2 separate regions of the Sus scrofa genome follow, and region 2 is linked to region 1. A link is a contact called in public HiChIP or PLAC-seq data. All regions are on one chromosome and are shown on one strand. The core of a region is the stretch at or near the end of the contact, and the rest is flanking DNA. Distances in the headings are between cores, read along the strand shown.

Evidence for each region. HiChIP or PLAC-seq counts read pairs in DNA pulled down with a chosen protein or histone mark.
Region 2: a contact with region 1 is called in an H3K27ac HiChIP or PLAC-seq map of alveolar macrophages. The contact joins two enhancer-like sites. A contact is called at or near these places in 1 of 5 promoter capture datasets (fetal skeletal muscle), 1 of 47 Hi-C or Micro-C datasets (omental adipose tissue) and 1 of 2 datasets of contacts at active chromatin or transcription factors (alveolar macrophages).

What each region holds. Positions count from the first base shown.
Region 1 is chr13:82,239,191-82,246,030 of Sscrofa11.1, forward strand. All of the region lies in intron 1 of RASA2 (ras GTPase-activating protein 2), which reads left to right. Among named protein-coding and RNA genes, the nearest start is that of RASA2, 12 kb to the left of the region's middle. Within about 2 kb of position 3,246, at least 20 of the 83 cell types and tissues checked have an H3K27ac peak or open chromatin away from gene starts, as enhancers often do. A contact at or near this core is called in alveolar macrophages, where this site is marked.
Region 2 is chr13:82,302,299-82,309,026 of Sscrofa11.1, forward strand. It overlaps RASA2 (ras GTPase-activating protein 2), which reads left to right. Exons shown (of 24, transcript XM_021069545.1): 8 at 2,113-2,189; 9 at 4,276-4,377. Among named protein-coding and RNA genes, the nearest start is that of RASA2, 76 kb to the left of the region's middle. Within about 2 kb of position 1,348, at least 3 of the 83 cell types and tissues checked have an H3K27ac peak or open chromatin away from gene starts, as enhancers often do. A contact at or near this core is called in alveolar macrophages, where this site is marked.

The DNA of each region.
Region 1 (6,840 bases), core at 1,996-4,495:
GTGGGTTCAATCCCTGGCCTTGCTCAGTGGGTTAAGGATCCAGTGTTGCTACAAGGAGGGTGTAGGTCACAGGTGTGACTTTCGGATCCCACATTGCTGTGGCTGTGGTGTAGGCCACCAGCTATAGCTCAGATTCGGCCCTTAACAGTAACAGCCTGGGAACGTCCATATGCCAGGAGTGCAGCCATAAAAAAAGACCAAAAAACAAACAAACAAACAAACAAACAAACAAACAAAATCCAAATTTTAAATAGGAAAAGGCCATTAGAAAAATAAAGAATATGAATCACATTCCACAGAAAAGAAGATACAAAAGGCCAGTAAATGTAATAGTTTGGCCATTACATTTGGTATGGTTTAACAAAAATTAATCAGAGAAATACAAATTTTAAAAAGTCATTGGTTTGTGAAAAAAGAAAAGCTTGTTAATTCAGGATTTGGTGAGCATTTAGGGAAATGGATACTTTCTCCACTGCTGCTTGAGTTTAAATTGGAAAGTAATGTTGGAGAGCATTTTGGCAATATCTGTTAAAAATTTAAATGTATATACCCTATACATTTCTACTTCTATGTATCTGCCCTTCAGAAACATGTATATATTTACAGAAGAGGCCTATACAGAGATGTTTAGTGTTACCTTGTTGGTAAAACAAAGCAATTAGAGGCAACTTAAGTGTCTATTGGTAGGATAATAGCTAAATAGTATGTTCATACACATGTTCTACAACAGCTAAAAAGAACGAAATGTATCTCTAATATGAAGGGAAAGAACCTTAAAAGGTATTGTTGAGCAGAAGTCAGGGAGTTCCTTTTGTGGTGCAGTGGAAACAAATCCGACTAGTATCCATAAGGATGCAGGTTTGATCCCTGGCCTTGCTCAGTGGGTTAAGGATCCGGTGTTCTGGTGAGCTGTGGTGTACATCGCAGCTGTGGCTTGGATCCCATGTTGCTGTGACTGTGGTGTAGATTGGCAGCTCTAGCTCCAATTTGACCCCTAGCCTGGGAATGCACGTGCAGCCCTAAAGAGCAAAAAAAAAAAAAAAAAAAAAAAGAAGAAGAAGAAGAAAAGAAAAAAGTCAGTTGTTACGGTGCTATGTGTAGTTATGTATGTCATTTTCTCTATGTATACATGGCAAGGAGCACAGAAAAAGGTTTGAAAGGATGAACAACATTGGTTATGTCCAAGATGGACAAAGGGAATTAGCCTTATGATTAACTTTTCTGGAGAGTGTATTTATGTATAAGCTATGTTATCAAAAATGACTATTTGTATAAATGAATTTGGCATAATATTAGTCTTATGATGTGAGAGCCTCTCTTTCTGTGACTGTTGAGGATTCTTTTATCTACAAAAATAAGGTAACCAAATGGTGAGTTTGGTAACATTTTGAGTACACATAAAAATAAAGTCAACTTTTCTGTCAATTTTTTAGGTAACTTTTAATTTTGATATAACTTCACACACATAAAAGTATGAGAGTAATACAGCGAATTCCTATATGCTCTGCTTCTTTTCACCAGCTATTTGTATTCAGAAAGTTGACCTTTAAAAATGTTAGTGTTTTGGTTCAGAGGAATGTAGTAAAAAGAATAATTTTGATCCCTTAAAATATTGTACCATTTGCGTGTTACAGAACTTCTTTGTTTTGTATTTGGGCTTTTTTACTTTTTTTAATTTTTTGTCTTTTTAGGGCTGTACCCACGACATGTGGACGTTTGCAGGCTGGTGGTTGAATTGGAGCTGCAGTAGCTGGCCTATGCCACAGCCACAGCAATACAGGATCCAAGCTGTGTCTGTGACCTACACCATAGCTCACAGCAGTGCTGGATCCTTAACCCACTGAGCAAAGCCAGGAATCAGACTTGAGTCCTCATGGATACTAGTTGGGTTTGTTACTGCTGAGCTGCAATGGGAACTCCCTGTTTTATTTTTATTAAAAAATTTTCTTGGAATTCCTGCTATGGCACAACGGGATCAGCAGCATCTTAGGAGCGCTGGGACACAGGTTCGACCCCTTGCCCGGCACAGTGGGTTAAGGATCTGGCATTGCCACAGTTGTGGCTTAGGGCACACCTGAGGCTTGGATCTGACCCCTGGCCCAGGAACTCCATATGCTGCAAGGTGGCTAAAAATGAAAAAAAATTTTTTTCTTGGTGGATGGAGGGATGAGCTAAAATTTATTATTTACTCTTTTCCAGATACTGTGTTAGGATACTTTGTAAATTATTTCATTTCATCCCATTTCATGAAGAAGTTTGTTGTCATTCCTGTTTTAGGAAAGAAGCAGACAGAAAGGTTATTTGCTCTGGATTGAAAAGGGCAGAGGCAGGTGTTCAGAGGGTCTTTAAGATATCAAAATCCATGTCTTCTTTTCCACCAAGTTGCTCATCGTATGATATATGGGAAGAAGTGATCAGTACATTTCTTTTTTTTTTTTTTTTTTTTTTTGTCTTTTTGCCTTTTCTAGGGCCGCTCCCACGGCATATGGAGGTTCCCAGGCCTAGGGTTCTGATGGGAGCTGTAGCCACCGGCCTACGCCAGAGCCAAAGCAACGTGGGATCCTAGCCACATCTGCAACCTACACCACAGCTCATGCCAATGCCTGATCCTTAACCTACTGAGCAAGGCCAGGGATCGAATCTGCAACCTCATGGTTCCTAGTCGGATTCGTTAACCACTGCACCACGACGGGAACTCCAGTACATTTCTGTTGTTGATAGTTATCCGTAAATTGGTCATGGGTTAATATAATGGATATTCAATAAAATTAGAATGTTGGAATACTGTAAAAATTTAGTACTGTTTTGGGGATTCACAAAATTTTTGCCCTTCTCTCTGCTTGACTATACTCATGTGGGTTTGCCTGTGCATGTTAGTGTTGCTGTTAGGACACACATATGCGTATACTTGTATTCACCTGTGTGGATGTAACTTCTTTATATCCAGGTGGCACTTTTTTGAGGGGGTGGCGAAGCACTAGATCATAATGAGTCCTATTTGGGCTTCCTGGATGCTGTTACCAGAAATTGCAGCCTTATCCCGTAAATGGCCTGTCCATGTAGCCCTTAGTTCTGCCACTGCCTGGCTTTGGGCCTTTCATTCGCTTGCTCTCTTGGTCAGCTTAGGAGCCTTTAAGCTATAGAAACTATTGGCCTATCCTTGAGAGATTTCTACCATATGTGCTTCAGAGTTTGGTTTGCTACTTGAGAATGGGGCTGTGGGGAGCTTAGGGATCAGTACACGTTCAAAACTGAAACCAGAAGTGGGCAAGGCAAACCACAGAAAGATCCTGCCTGCAACTTGGTGACGTCTCTCTATAACCCATGGACATTTCCTGGCAATACCTTGCGAAACTTGCCTTTTCATGTGCAGTAGTTTCCTAACTTCTTGTTCTGGACTAAGCTTCAGTCAGAGGTGATTAATATGATAGAATATAGATAACTGTATGATAATTATAATGCACATGACTTCGGTAAAAACGATTGGCCGCTAATTATATTCTGTAGACTTTCCCATTGAAGAGCAGCATCTTAGCTAGTAGGGCTTTTTTGAGCAGTTGCTGTGGAATTCATGCTTTAACCTTGACTTTTTGTCTTGTCAAGAATTTTACTTATGTATTTTTCAGGTTTTAAAACTACAAAACTGTGCTTTGCTCACTGAGTCCAGGCTGACCACCTAAACTGTGCTGGATTTCTGGAGTCGTTTGTGTGCTCAAGTGCTTGCTCAGTGCTGTTACCTAGTTTTTGTTTTACTGATGATTGCACATTACCTTATTTCCATGATGGAGTTAGTGAAACTTTATTCCCCATATGATATTAACCTCCAGGTACCAGGTTAATATCATAGTGCTTCTTCTTAGGTAGAACCAGATTTCTGATAGGAATTATGTAATATGTTGATTTTTTAAGATTACCAGTTGAGTGGGATTATAGAATCTCAGATTATATATATATAATATATATATATATAATCTCAGATTATATATATATATATATATTATATATATATATATATTTTTTTTTCAGGGCCGCATCTGTGGCATATGAAAGTTCCCAGGCTAGGGATCAAATCAGAGCTATAGCTGCCAGCCTGTGCCACAGCCACAAGACCAGATGCAAGCTGCATCTGCAGCCCACACCACAACTCACGGCAATACCGGATTCTTAACACACTTAGCAGGGCCAGGGATTGAACCTGCATCCTCATGGATACCAGTCAGGTTCATTACTGCTGAGTCACAATAGGAACTCCTCGGATTTTATTTTTTAAAGATAATTTATCATTTACTGGGAGTGAGAAAAGTTGCTTGACAGTCCACTTATCTGATCATGTTAATTTATGCATTGGAAAACCGTACTTCCTAGTTAGTGAGTATTCCAGCAGTCACCATATGCTTATTGGTGACTTGTTCTCCGCTTGAATAACATCACAAATGTATAGTTAGTTTTCCAGTGGTGCTTTCAGGGTGACTACTAAAGAAGGAAATAACAGCTGCATAACTTTTTTCTCTTCAACAGTTCGTAGGCACCCCCACTCCTTTTTTTGCAACTGTACCCTTGGAGCAATCTAACATAATTCTGAAGAGGGTGAATATGAAACTCTTTGGAAGGTCATGTGTGATTGTGACAGTTTTTCTCTCCCTTTCTCTACTGAGAATTTTAAAGATAAATGAGCAAGAGAGTGCTCTTATCTTCTGTAAGATTTCTTTATTCTGTACAGAGTATTTATTATATTAGGTATATAGAAATTGATTGAATGATAAGTGAAAATTTGCATGTTGAAAGCATGATTTTCTGCTACTTTTCTAGTAATCATCTAATCTCTCTGAACCTCAGTTTCCTTTTGTATAATTTGATAATAGTAGTTACTCTGATCTTACAGAGTGGTTGTAGAAAGATTGGATGACTTGGTACACTGCCTGGTACACTGTGTACTCAGTTAAGTATGGGCTGTAACATAAGCAGTGGTGATAATCGGTAAAGTATATGTCCATAGTTTTCTTGATAAACAATTTACTTCATATAAATGTATATCTGGTTTTTATAGTATTTATCAAACTGGCCATAGGTAGCACTATCTAAAAACAATTGAAATCAGTGTTGCCATGTGCCTTTTCAAAAAATGTCATGTGTTGGGTTCCTGCTGGTGGTGCAGTGGGATCAGCAGTGTCTTGGAAGCGCTGGGACACAGGTTCAATCCTTGGACGAACAGAGTGAATTAAGTATCCAGCATTGCTGCAGCTGCGGTTTAGGTTGCAAACGCGTCTCACATCTGATCCCTGTCCTGGGAACAACATATGCCATGGGGTGGTCAAAAAAAAAAAAAAAAATTTCATGTGTTATCTCTCAGGGTCTTAAAGCTATGGGAACCTAGAAGATTAACTCATTAAGGGGTTGCAAACTCCAATCTACAGAGACCAGGCATAGTGAAGTAAAGCCAGGTATGGAGGTTGTTAGGATTTAAAAAGAAGATGCTGTCTGCAGTTTCTACTCAGAACCATGTTACCAGATCTTTGATTACTTATGTATTTTTGGCCACACCCATGGCCAGTGGAAGTTCCCAGGCCAGGGATCGAACCTGCACCGTAGTAGTGACCCCAGCTGCTGCAGGGACAATGCTCGATCCTTAACCCAGCGCCACAAGGGAACTTCTAGGTCTTGGATTCTTAAAAGAGAAACCAGAAATATTTATTATTAACTCTCCCCGTTTATAGGTGTTGGCTACATTTTTTCTAATATTATGCAATCCAAACAAAGTAAGTCTTTGACTAGCTGACTCCTAGTTTGTAAACCCCCAATTTGAAATAGTTCTCTAAAACCCTTCGTTTCAGAGATGTGGAGCATAAGGTATAGAAAAGGAGGTGGTTTTCCATACGTTTTCCTCTAATAGAAATTTTAAAAAGTCTCATTTAGGAAAAAATGAGCTCCTCCGATGTATCCAGTTGTTAAACTACAGATTATTTTTGGTCAGGACCTAATGGCTAGGGTGAAGGAATTTGTGGACAGATGCTAATTTTTAGCAATCCCTAACCAAGGAAGGGTGCTACTAGTTACCATTTACTGAGTGGTTACTCTGTTCTAGGCATTGTGGTAAGTGCTTTACCTCAGTTAATTCTCATAGTAGTCCCTGAAGTATTATAATTACTTCTTTTTATGCAAGCAGTTGGTTAAGACTAAGGACATGCAGATCATTAAGTACAAAACTTGTGTTGAAACTCAGATCTATCTCCAAAGTGAATTTGTTCAACTTGGTTTACTACATCAGTACTGTATGTTTTTCAGAAATATGTGCGTCTTTTATCCTATAGCAGAAATTAAAATTAAACTGAGGGAGAGGAATAAATGATGAGTTTGGGATTAAAATAAACACACTACTATATATAAAATGGATAACCAACAGAGACCTACTGTATAGCACAGGGAACTCTACTCAATATCTTATAATAACCTATAATGGAAGATAATTTTAAAACGTGTGTGTGTGTGTGTGTATATGTGTGTATGTATAACCGAATCACTTTATTGTATACCTGAGATTAACACAACACTGTAAATCAACTATATTTCAGTAAAAATTTAAGAAATATTAGTTCTCATGTGGCTCAGCAGGTTAAGGATCTGGCATTATCAATGCAGTGGCTCAGTAAATGTTCTGTCAGTTTCTGCTGCACAGCAAAATGACCCAGTTGTACACATATATACATTCTTTTTCTCACATTATCCTCCATCATGTTCCATCGCAAGTGACTGGATATAGTTCTTTGTGCCATATAGCAGGACTGCATTGCTTATCCACTCCAAATGTGATAGTTTGCTGTCTACTAACCTCAGACTCCCAGT
Region 2 (6,728 bases), core at 98-2,597, 61 kb after region 1:
TTTGAGCAGAGACATAGAGTCGGAAAAGCAGTTATGTCCAAAGAGTAGCAAGTAGTGATTTGACTAAAAAGGAGTGATGGAACTGAGCTTGAAAAGATAAAGTAGGACCAACTAATGAAAGGCCTTGAAAGCCAAGCTGACGTGCCATGTTACCCACTGAATGTTTTTTAGCTGGGAGGTAATAAGAGTAATGCAGTGTTTTGGGAAGAATTAACCATGGTCTGTGGGCTAGATGGCTGAGAGAGAGAGAACAGAGATCAAGAGAATATTGTAGTTTAGGTGTTTTTTAAAAAAAGGAAAAAGCGGAGTTCCTGTCTTGGTTCAGCGGTAACAAACCTGACTAGTATCCATGAGGACTCAGGTTTGATCCCTGGCTTCACTTGGTGGGTTAAGGATCTGACGTTGCCGTGAGCTGTGGTAGGTTGCAAACTCAGCTGGGATCCATTGTTGCTGTGGCTGTAGTGTAGGCCGGCAGCTGCAGCTCCAATTTGACTCCTAGCCTGGGAACGTCCATATGCCACAAGTATGGCTGTAAAAAGGGGGGTAAAAAGAAAGGAAAAAGCAAGAGGGAGGCAGGGGTCTGATCTAAGAGAATAATATGGAAATAGGAAGAAACGAATGAGAAAGAAACTGCAAATGGCAAGGTAACAAATCAGTTATAGCAGAAAAGGTAAAAGAAGTCAAATGTTCTCATGATTTCAAATCTGGAAAAATAGAAAAGTTAAGAAGGAAAACATAAGTGGTTCAGTTTGGGGCATAATGAGCTTGAGGTTTGACATGTAAAGTCTTCCCATAGGAAGTTCATAACTAGGATGCGTGATGGTTATAGATAAAGAATCAAGAATTGCTTGCAGAGAGTCAAGAAAAAGCCAGGGAGCAGAGGTATATAATAAAGAAGAAAAGTAAAGAAGCTCAGTTTTGCCACATATTAAGTATTCAGCTTTGAGTATGTCTCTTAATTTCTGTACTTTAGCTTCCTCATTTTCAAGATGAGGGTAATAAATCTAGCCCTGCCTGCTTCAGAGCAGTGTTCTGATGAACACAGGAGATAATGGACGTGAAAGCACTTTGTAAACTGCACAGCACTGTGCAGCTCTTAGAGCAAAATGAAAGATAAAACCTGGAGAACACCCATATCTCTAAGTTTCGAGGAAGAAGAGGTACCAGAGAAAGAAGCAAAGGGAGCGGAAGTAGCCAGGATAGTGCCTCTGTAAACGCAGGAAAAGGGTATCTTGGGGAAAAGGGAGTATGACTCTATGGTCACTCATTCAGATAAAGGGGTCAAGGAAGGTGAGAACTAAGAATTCATCATCAGACTTGGTGATTAAGAGAGGGTTTTAGGAGGGTGATGTGTGAGGAAGCCAGATTGTAAGGAGTTTCTGTAGTGAGTGGGTGGTGAGGAAGTGGAGGCTGTAAGGATGGATAACAGTTTTGAGATATTTGTCTGTGAAAGGAAAGAGATAGGAAGACCGTAATTTAAGGGGAGAATTTTTCTCAGACTCGAGTGAGGTGAACAGTCTGGTAAAGAAAGCTGTAATTAAAATAGATTGAATGCTTACTGTATGCTTACTGCATCCTGTGTGTGGGTGGAGCAGTCTTAGAAAAGAGGAGGATCATCTCATGCTCTTGTTCAGAAGAGGATGAGAAAACTCATCAAGTAACGACAGGGCTAGGTGAGAACAGACGTGCTCAGGTGGACAGTAGTTGAGGAAGTTCCTGCGGTGGCCTTGATACTTTCGGTAAAAATGTGAGAAGGAAGTGTGAGGGTGGCATTGGCATCTTAAGAAATGTGGGAAAGTCTTCACTGAAATAGAATGCTTTTACTCTGAGTCACCGACAGATTACATGCAAGCCAGAGAACCCAGTGTTGCTGTGTATCAAACTGATAAGGAAGGGTATGGAGGCAAGATTGATTTTGATAGTTTTACACCACCTTACCTCTCTGCTACTTCCATAGCTATTCTTGTATTTAGCTTTTGAGTAAAATATTACTTAGGCATTTTCCTTTGTTTTTAATAAACGCTGTTGAACCTTTTAGGACTGGTAGTTTTGTAAAGTTCAGGTAGTGAAAAGGTATTTTAAAATTCTTATATTAAAATATTTTGTTTATAGGTAACAAGATCCAGTAGTTATACCAGAAAGTCCCAGTTCCAGGTAGAAGAGGAGGACATTGAAAAGCTGGAGATTAGGTATGTGTTTTGGGGTTTTACAGAATTAAATTTTTCTGTGCCAAAAGAAAATCCTAAATTTAACTGAAAAAGGTGAATCAAGCATAACAGAATTCTTTTTAGCAAGTTGATCAATGAAACTTACAAGGGAAAAAAACAAACTTAGAGGAACATGCATCTAATTTTAAATCCAGATTATCTTCAAATTCTGATTTCTTTGCAGAAATAGTCAAGGTGTATTTATTTTAAAAACAAAATGACCAGGAGTTCCCATTGTGGCTCAGCAGGTTAAAAACCTGACTAGTATCCATGAAGATGAAGGTTTGATTGGATTAGCTCCATGGGTTAAGGGTCCGGCATTGCTGCAAGCCATGGCATAGGTTGCAGATGCGGCTCAGATCTGCCATTGCTGTGGCTGTGGCATACTCTGGCAGCTACAGCTCCTATTCCACGCCTGGGAACTTCCATATGCCTCAGGTGTGGCCCCAAAGAGAAAAAAAACAAAACATAAAAAACCACAAATGATCTAACTTCCACCTATTATATTTTCAGTTTTCCCCAAATTTAATTGCTCTTAAATTTCGAAATCATAGCATAATGGATGCAAAGTATATATAGAAAAGTATATATTAGCCAATTTAGAAATAATTTTTTTATTCTTCTTAACATATCTGCTGTCTAACAGAAATTTCAGTGAGGTAAGAAGTCTTGTAAGATAATTCAACAGGTGCATGTGTTTGAAGTTTGCGTTATTTCCTAGGTCTTAAATATCTATGCTTTTTGGGAGGGGGAAAGTTTTGTAAATGCATGTATAGGTGTGGTGTTAACAGTGTGTTCATCTAAAGGATGTATTAATCACATGTTTGGAATGATCAGGTAATGTATTTGTCTAAATCACCAGTTTTTACATATTAACTGGTTTTAATTGAGAAAGAAACTGTAGTCTTGTGTTGGTTTCTTTTCTCAAATTCAAAAAAGTAACTGTATAATCCTTATTGCTATAGGTTGAAATAAAGCCTAGACTTTGAAACTAAGAAACTTAAGTGCTTTCTTTTAGATTAAGATAATTATGTACTTTCTGTGCTTTTAAGTAAAATCTACTGCAGTATTCTGCTTTCTTATTTTAGATAGGTATATGACAGTGCTAACTCTCTTATTTTTAAGCATGTAAGATTATGTGTCTGGTACTTAGGCCATTTAGTGTCTTTGCCATGAGCATCTTTGCTATAGATATTTCTGCCACAAACATTTTAGCTGCAGAACTAATTGGCTATAAGTCAAATTTGCTGTGAAAGATAAAATAACTGTCTGACAGTTTGGTTTCAACTGGTTGAAATGTGTTGGCATTTGTTCCAGTTGGTGACGTTATCGATAGCTTTATCGAGCTGATAGATGACGATGATTTTCCCTGAGAGTTTCTTATTTTGAAATACACCATGTTGGAGGAGAAATAGTCTGAGGGCCACAAAGGCACAGAGTTGAACCCATGTTTTCCACAGAATTTTGAAACATCTATCAATAGACATGTGACAGTATGCTAAGAAGCAATACGAAGCTCAGAAACAAATATGCATCCTAGTGTTTAGAAACTTATACCTCTCCTAAGGAAGGAAGAAATTATAGCAAAAAAGTACAATGCCAAATAAGGAGACAAATCAACAAGCAAAAACAATGTGTTAAATACTGTGAATGAAAGACTTGGAGGACAAGTGCTTAGGTATAGCCCAGAAAATAAAATCATTTATTTGTACCGTATTGCCGTGAATCTACATACATTTTGAATGTATTCAAACATTTTGTATTTTGCAGTGAAGTCTTTTAGTTATTATTCATTTTTCATGTTTTAGGTACTTGTGTCTTTTTTAATGTCTTTTACTTTTTATCATTTATGACAAAAATTGCCTTATGACTAATTAGTTATGTGGTGAAAATGTTTGTGGCAAAAATGCTTGAGGCAAAGATGTCTGTGGCAAAGACACTTATGTCAAAGTACCCAGAACCCTAAAATTAGTGATATAATAAGAATCATAGTAATTTGAAGCCATTTGTCTGTGTGTGTTCTCCTACACATTGTTTTCAAAAAGTAAAACTAGTTTTAAATTTTCAGGATCGACTTGTGGAACAATGGAAACCTGGTCCAAGATGTTTTCCTAGGTGAGATTAAGGTCCCTGTGAACGTGTTAAGAAATGATTCCTCTCATCAAGCCTGGTAAGAAGACAAGCATTGTAGTGAACTACATGGCAGGTCATCCTCTTTAATGCACTGTATATGCACATAAATGCTTATTACTATAAGCATATTTAAAATTTTTCATGGAATAAGCCCGAAGTCATTAACATTAATTGATTTGATCATTAATTTATTGTTGCAGAAATATAAGTACAATTATATTAGTTTTATGACCTGTTCTCTGGTACTGAGATAAAAGAACTGAATTATCTAGGAATATTTTTTCCACTGAAAACTTAATCTTGGAGTTCCCGTCATGGTGCAGTGGTTAACGAATCTGACTAGGAACCATGAGGTTGCAGGTTCGATCCCTGGTCTTGCTCGGTGGTTTAAGGATCCAGCATTGCCGTGAGCTGTGGTGTAGGTTGCAGACGCAGCTCAGATCCCAGGTTGCTGTGGCTCTGATTAGACCCCTAGCCTGGGAATCTCCACATGCCGCAGGAGCAGCCCCAGAAAAGGCAAAAAGACAAAAAAAAAAAAAAGACAAGAAAGAAAGAAAAAAAACTTAATCTTAACTCTAAAGAAAATATGGAAAACATTTCAAACATTACATAAGAGCTGACTGTGTGAGAGGATGCTTGATCACAGATCAACATCTGCACTTCAGAAACTTTATTAATGGGCAGGTGAGCTGTGGATTTTGAAAGGCAAAGGGTTTATTGTAGGGATTCAGCTATTTATTTGATCTAACCAGTGATTTTCCTTCCCCAAACCCAACTGAAATGCACTGTGGATGGCTTCAATGTTGTTTTCTAAATGTCTAGGATCTAGATGTTGTTGCCTTACCTGATTCAGTTAATATACTTTTCAGGAGCTCTGGTGCCTCAATATTGGCTGCAATATTATTTTACTTCTTCATGACTTCTGATGGTGACGCTAAAGTCATCTTAATGTCCAGACATTAAGCTGATGCCAGTTCCTTTAGTAGAATCAGTGTGAAACTATTGTTTTTTTCTGTCTTAGGCACTTCAAAGCAAGTCTATCCTGTCCCTTCCAGTAGGTTGCCCAGCAGTCCTCATGCTAGACTTGGGTTTCAGCTGAGTATCAAAAACATGCCTTTCTCATTTGCTTTTTAAGGCCCACTTTTTAGAACTTAGTTTTGGTTGCCTGGAAGAGGAGTTGAAGCCGAGTGTTTAGATGCTTCTTACTGTGAGCAACAATCGTATTTTTCTTTAGGAGCTTGCATTTCCTGAATGGCTGTGAGACCGTCTTCACTTTGGACTCTGTTGTCCTCAAGCAGTTCTTCCTGGTAGACTGATAGACTCTCAAAAATTTTTATTTTTACTTCTTACTAATGCAAATCTCAGATTTATTGGTCTTTATAATGGTATTTTACAGGCTGTATTTTCCAAAATGTATCCGTAGATGGAAAAAAAGGAAACATGGTCCCTATGAAATATTCTTGAACATTTGAGGCTTGTCACCACCCCAACCCCTAAATCATCTTACACCTTCCATAAAGTAGCATCCATGTTAAAATGAAAACTTCTGAACTCAGTTCATGAAGTCTTTAAAGTTATATGCGACTTGGTACAAAATAAAATGTGAGCTGTGGTGCCTCCCAAGGCCTCTCAAAGTGATCTTGAAATGCTCCACATAGTCTGAATTTTAAGTAAGACATCTACAGACAGACCCTCCGAATTTGGCAAAACTTTGTTAAACTACCTTGACAGTATAGGATGTAAGAAAACTCACAAATTTATTTTATTCCCTATAGATTTTTTTTTTTTTTTGCCGATAATATTTTAAAAGTAGCCTGTGTAAATTATAAGTGCTAAAATGTATAGAGCATGAGATAGAAACATCTGCTAATTCATTTATACATGTAAGGAGATAGAAAACTGTGGATGCCCATTCCTTTTATGTTGAGTTAAAATTCTTAGCCTCCTTTGTCAGTTGCAGAGCTGCAGCTCCCCCTTGTGTGGTTTGTGGTAACTACATGAAAACTCAAGCTTGGGAGTTCTTGTTGTGGCACAGTGGTTAATGAATCTGACTAGGAACCAGTAGGTTGCAGGTTCAATCCCAGGCCTTGCTCCGTGGGTTGAGGATCCTGAGTTGCCATGGGCTGTGGTGTAAGTCACAGACTCGGCTCAGATCCCGAGTTGCTGTGGCTCTGGCGTGGGCCCGCGTCTACAGCTCCAATTAGACCCCTAGCCTGGGAACCTCCATGGCCGAGGAGCGGTCCTAGAAAAGTAAAAAAGATTAAAAAACCGAAAAAACCCTCAAGCTTTATTTACCTTCAAGATTTCAGGTATATTCTTTCTAATCTTCATATTAGGAAAGGGAAATAATTATCAGTAATGTAATTCTGTTTTTTGACAGTTTGCTTT